Regions from separate parts of the Gossypium hirsutum genome. Here region 2 is linked to region 1. Evidence: chromatin contacts called from public Hi-C data. All regions are on one chromosome and are shown on one strand. Each heading gives the region's core, a stretch centred on a gene start, on an enhancer-like site or on the middle of the called end of the contact. The rest is flanking DNA. Distances are from core to core; before and after follow the strand shown.

Region 1 (3,272 bases), core at 351-2,850:
GCTTTCTCATGACTGCTGACTGACCAGGTTTAGCAATAAGCTTGAGACATGACCTGAACTTTGTAAACAAAGGCCAGACAAAGGCTCAGTGAATACATTAGCTATTTGCTCTTGAGCAATAACATGTCCTACTTGCAATAGTCCAACAGCAACTCTTTCCCTGACAAATAAGAGATCTAATTCGACATGTTTGAATTTCGAATGAAGAACTGGATTAGCAGAAACAGCAACAGCTCCAGAGTTATCGCACCAAACAGCAGCTTTGCGAGTAGAAGAGATATGTAGCTCAGAGAGGAGAGAATCAAGCCAAACCATTTCAGTGACAGTGTGAGCAAGGCCACGATATTCTTCTTCAGCAGTGGACCTGGAGACTACTTTTTGTTTCTTGGATCCCTAGGCAACTGGACTCCCTCCGAGAAACGCACAGAACCCCGTAGTAGATCGTCTATCATCCACATCGATTCCCCAATTATCATCTGAGTACCCTACTAAATCCAGATTGGCAGCTTTAGTGAAATGCAGTCCATAATCCATGGTGTTCTAAAGGTACCAAAGAATACGTTTCACAGCCTTAAAGTGTTGATCTAAAGGTTGATGCATGAACTGGTAAACCTTATTGACAACAAAGGCAATATCAGGCCTGGTGATGACCACGTACTGTAATGCACCCACAATACTTCTGTAATCCGAGGCATTCTCCACTGCACTGCCAACATGGAGAGACAAAACACAGGAGGTGACCATGGGCGTAGGTGAACCTGCCGCTTGATCCATCTTGGCTCTCCGTAGAAGATCAAGCACATATTTCTGCTGACTTAAAAATAGCCCTTCAGTAGTAGGAAGAACCTTAATTCCAAGGAAATAAGAAAGATGCCTCAAGTCTTTCAAGGAAAATGTTTTATTCAAAATTGTGACAAACTCATCAATGCTACCTTTGTTATTCCCAGTAACAATGATGTCGTCCACATAACAAGGACATAGAGACAAACATCCTTAGTTTTTCGAACAAACAAAGAGCTGTCTGATTTTGTCAAAACAAACTAGGACATGAGTAGGAAGTCTCTCAACTTAGAAAACCAAGCTCGGGGAGCCTGCTTAAGACCATATAGAGCCTTCTTGAGTTTGCAGACCAAAGGTTGATCACCATGATTTTGTTCAAAACCAGGAGGTTGAACCATGTAAATTTCTTCGGACAAATCACCATTAAGGAAGGCATTGTCGATGTTGAGCTGCCGGAGATGCCAACAAAACTTTACAGCAAGCGTTAGGTCAACACGAATGGTTGTTGGCTTAACAACCGGACTAAAAGTCTCATGGAAGTCAATGCCAGCTTCCTGAAGATACCCTTTGACCACCAAACGTCCTTTGTATCGGGCTATTGAACCATCGGCATGTCTTTTGAGCTTAAACACCCATTTGCACCCCACAGCTCTCCAGTTGGCAGGTAAGGGAACCAAGTCCCATGTCTGATTTCTAAATAATGCATTTTAGCTGCTAGAGCCCATTCCTTAGATGACAAAGCCTCCTCAATTGTAGTCGGTTCAGAAACACCAATCTCTACTGAGAAGACACGAGGTTTGAAAATTCCACTCTTGGACCGGGTCTGCATGGGGTAAGTGTTGACAGGAGGAGTAGGAATTGACTCATCAACCGGAACACTACTGGACACCATTTAAGAGGCTGGTGGAGAGACCTCAGCAGGAGAAGGAGAAACCCGAGTACTACTAGCTGAATGGGAGACAACATAGTAGCAGCTGGACGAGGCTGAATGGTAGCAGACCCTGAGGAAGCAGACCTAGCAGAGTGAAGATCGGACGGATAGCGTACTACTGGGACTGAAGATTCGTGACGCTGGAACTGAGATGAAGCAATAGCAGACACAGAACTATCTGGACACCATATTGAGAAGCATACCTTAGAGAACAAGAATGAGTAATTCTTTCCTATGTATCAACAAAGCAATATCCAACAATATATATACAAGCCATAGTTAGCAGCTGATTAACAACAACTGATCAGTAACAGACTAACGAACTGCTAACTATACAAGCAAACTAACTGCTAACAGCCACAACCATTAATTCCTTAATAGTCAACTCTTTGACTACTTGTGGATTCTAAAAACTTCATTAATTGTATACCAAATTATTTTCATTATATTAAATATAATCCTTATCTAATTAATTTAAACAATGAGTATTGTGTTGTTTTATTTCCCAAAAAGACAGGTGAATATTGGGACGTAGACGTATAATACTAAAAACATTGGTTGAAATGATAGTATTTCTTTTTCTTTTTCTTTTTTGAGAAAAAAATTATAATATTTAAAAAATAGACAAATTGTATAAATTAGATTTTAATAAGTGCTTATTTGATCCTCTAATTTTATATAAAAAATTATTTTAACCCTTTATTTATTTATTTTACTTTTTTTTAATCCTTAAACTTTTGTTTGTTGTACCCTTAAACTATATTGGTTTGTTTACTTTTGTTTTTTCGTTAATAATATTGCTTTACCTTCAAAAAAGATATTATGATTAAACTAAATACTAATTAGAAAATGTAAGGCATTCTTACAACTTTAGCCCATAGATCTTTCATTTATTTGTCAATTTGGTCCTTTTTTAAAATTAAATTTGACACTCAACCTTTTAAAAAAATTAATTTTGATCATCAACCTTTTAAAAAGAATTGAATTGATTTTTTTTAATAGAAATACTAACTAACACGTTAAATTTGTAAACATTGTAGCCCACATTGCAATCTAAGTGTACTTCATGCTATTTTTTGAATTTTTATGAAGCTTTTATACTCTTTTATTTTTGAATATTTTTATAACTTTTAAAATATTTATTAACATGTATATATGACAAACAATATCATGCCAGAAAGAAGTGCATATAGACTACTACACAAGTTGACACATCAACATCATTAAAGAATATTTTAATCAACATTTTTGTTAAAAAATAACAATTTAAGTCTTTTTGAAATATTAACAGCTAAATTTAACTTATAATAGTAATAATTATAATTATTATTATTATTATTATAGTGGAAAAAAACTGTAAAACAAAATTTATCAGTGTACCAAAAATTAATGCTACAAACTATCGTACACTCGTCCTTATTATTTTTGGATTTAAATAGAAGTGCATCAACAAACCGATTGTAAATTATTCCTACCACGTCAATCATGATTGATATTCAATAGTGATGTAAAAATAATTTTCCACATCACAAAATTTTGCCAGCTCATTCAGCTTCCTTCT
Region 2 (3,116 bases), core at 57-2,556, 120 kb after region 1:
GATATTGGTACCTAGGGGAGTTGTATTGGTACAAATACCCTATTTTACCCTAATATAAATGTTTTCTCACCAAAAAGACCTCGAACAACCTCAAATTGAAGCCAGATTGTAGAGTAAGCTTAGAAATGATTAAAAAAAAGTCTTAAAAGACCTAAAATTAACCTAAAGAATGAATTGAACTTGAATGTCATGTTTGGTACGAAAGTGATTTGTTTGACTTCAAATATTTCATTTCCTGCTTGAGTTTAGGTTTGAGCTCAAGTAAGGGGTGTTACAATATTTCATATTTTGGTTTTAATAATTAACAATAATAAATGTTAAAATTTAATATATAATTAATCAATCTAAAATGTATAATTTGCGATACTTGAATTTTGATTTTGGTTTTTTTTTAGAATAAAAGTATCATTTATATTTGTTTTACAACTTATGGAAACTAATTTTTTCGAGGTTCGTGATTGTCCTCTCAATAATGTCATCTTCAATATTCAAACTTGAACTTTCTCATTGAGGGTATAAGGTGCCTTACCATTGGCATTTTAATTATGTTTCTTACTTTAGTATGTCAGACTTAATAGCTTTACTTGTTAAAGTCGCTATGGCTAGATTTCCTATGTTGTTTGTTGTTATTTTATGTATGAAATGCTCTTTTATGACATTTTAAAGAAAAAAATTGATTCAATTATATATATATATAAATTAATTAATCTAATATTTTTACATTGAATAAATATAATTATTTATGTAATAAAATAAATAAATTTAAATTGATGCTACATTGATAATAGTGTTACGGATTCCAAAAATTAAATTAAAATATTTCCTATTTATAATTATATAAAATCAAAATTATAAATCAATTTATAATTTTTTCCAGGACAGCAAATTACATTACATCGAAATTCATCTATAATTTTTATATTTATCAAAATCATTTAAGTTAAAGTTAACTGAAAACAATTACAAAATTAAAAATTAAAAATTGTTAATTACAAAAAATTGTGATTTACAAGCCTAATAAGCGTTATTAGTGAGAAGAAGGAAAAATGGTAAGACATTCCTTCTATAAAAGGTTCACCTGCTCAAGTTTACAACCAACAGTCTACTCGCTACCCTTTCACCCTTTTCTATCATTGCAAAGAAGGGCCAATTCAGTAATTTACACTACCACAATTACAATTTCATACGTGGCATTCCCACTCAGCGAGTACTAATAAGGATACAGACAGGTGAGAAGATAAATGTGGGAGCATTTTAATATTTTTCCTTAATAACGTTTAAAAAAGACGTTTTTAGAGGAAATACATCATAATAATATTTCCCTCGTTTTGTGGTATTTCAAATTTCAAAAAACGACCCAACAACTCTCTCTTCTCCTTTTCTCTGTTAAATCATCGGTTCTAAAAAATAATCCAAAAAACCAAGAATTCAATAAATGAAATGGTATGCGATTTTTTGAATCGAGACTCAGGGTTAGGGATAATCTCGAGATCAGTGGTGAGGTTTCTTGATTTGACGGTGTGCAGAGCCATGGGATGTTTCTTCCACTGTTTCGGCGTCAGAACCGATCGTTCCCGCCCTCACCTCGTCGCTTCCTGTTCCAAATCCACTGTAAGTTTTTTTTTGTCTGTTTGTGTTTTTGCACTTTCATTTCCAGTTTTCTTGTACCTGCGTTTGGTTTCTCGGAAAATTCAGTTCAAGAAACATTTTCTTTCCTAGTCTTTTTCTTTTTATATTTCTAAAGAGAAGACAAACTTGAATAAAGCTAGCTTCGTTTATTTTCGTTTTGGCTGAGCAGGAACGTACTGTTTCTCGAAATCGATTATCGTCTCTCTTTGTTGACGAAGGTAACTATATATGTATCGATTATCTAGCTTATTTGTCGATTTAGCTAATTTCAACATTTTTTTTTGTCCCCTCAAATTTGATTTTTCCTTTGTTTGAAAGTGTAATTATTTTGTTTTCTTGTTTTGGTTCTAAAAGAGAAAGGAGATTCTCCATCCAACGATTTGGAGTCTCCACAAATTAATAAAGGTCTCAAGGATGAGGTATGTACATCGAGCAATTCGATTTAGATTTGTTGCTTTGTATGTGCAATGCGAATTACAATTCAAATTTTTTACCTTTCCGTAGGCAAAGTTCCTTAAATCTTGTGGCACAATACCAGAGACTCCGGTTGAAATTCGCAAAGCATCTCACAAGCTTAAACAGTCCCCTCCTTGTGGTGGAGATTCAGAGACTTCGAAGTATCGTTCTTGGCTTCCAAACACATCCATTGATAAGCTTCAGTTGGATAAGAAATCAGACCAGCCACCTACTCCAAGTAAACTTTTCGAGGTGTTGGGGAGGTCAGATTCTCCGGATAATACACCTAGCAGGTTATCAGATTTAACTTCAGACTTTAAAAATTTTAATCAACAAATCGAAACATGTAATTGGCTTCTCACTGAATTTAGAATTGCTTTGCGGATAATAATTTTCTTCTTAGAAATGAAGCAACAGTATCTGCAATTTTGTTGTGTGATTTTGTGAATACATTTTCGCATAATTTTGAAGTCTACCTGACAATTGACTCGTGCTATTTCTTTTTTAGTTGTATATCGAATGCAGCAAACACTGGGATGTCCTCCATTTGTTCTACTGAAGGTAGTGAGGCGACGACTGCTGATAAAACAGCCAAGACTGGTATCTTTTCAACTTCAGCTTATGAAAGGAACAAGTCTGTGCGATTTGAATGTGAATCTGATGCTTCTTCTAAATCTGAAAATATTGGTCAAAATCCGGAGAAACTTGAAGCACTAGGTTACCAAAGTGCATCAAAGTACTCGCCAAACCCAACCCCGTTAAAGCTTTCTGATGAAATGCAAACCCCAGGAACTGTTTTCCCCTCAAACGTGGGAATCTTTGCAAATGGGAAGACTCGGATCCGGTCTGAATACGTTCATTTAGTTTTGAATCCGGTTGGGAATGCCTCTCCGTTAAATGCAATGAAGAAAGAGCCATTGAGCTCCAAAGAGATGTTTAATGAGCAGGAAGAATCTCCTGAACGATTAGAAAATGGCACCCCCAAGCTAGGAGTAAAACAAGCTTCACTTGGTAAAGATTCAGAGGATGAA

What was found. Hi-C and Micro-C count contacts between places; a contact is called where the count stands out from the background.
Region 2: a contact with region 1 is called in a Hi-C map of leaf, with 4 times the contacts expected there. The contact joins the promoter of LOC107955705 here to the enhancer-like site in region 1. A contact is called at or near these places in 15 of 34 Hi-C or Micro-C datasets (anther, callus, hypocotyl and 3 more).

The regions. Positions count from the first base shown.
Region 1 is chrA07:84,575,366-84,578,637 of Gossypium_hirsutum_v2.1, forward strand. No RefSeq gene overlaps it. Among protein-coding and RNA genes, the nearest start is that of LOC107956417, 16 kb to the right of the region's middle. Within about 2 kb of position 1,601, at least 1 of the 9 cell types and tissues checked has an H3K27ac peak or open chromatin away from gene starts, as enhancers often do. A contact at or near this core is called in leaf, where this site is marked.
Region 2 is chrA07:84,699,781-84,702,896 of Gossypium_hirsutum_v2.1, forward strand. It overlaps LOC107955705 (protein JASON), which reads left to right and starts at 1,307. Exons shown (of 7, transcript XM_016891501.2): 1 at 1,307-1,611; 2 at 1,799-1,847; 3 at 1,984-2,048; 4 at 2,134-2,348; 5 at 2,594-3,116. The coding sequence starts at 1,441.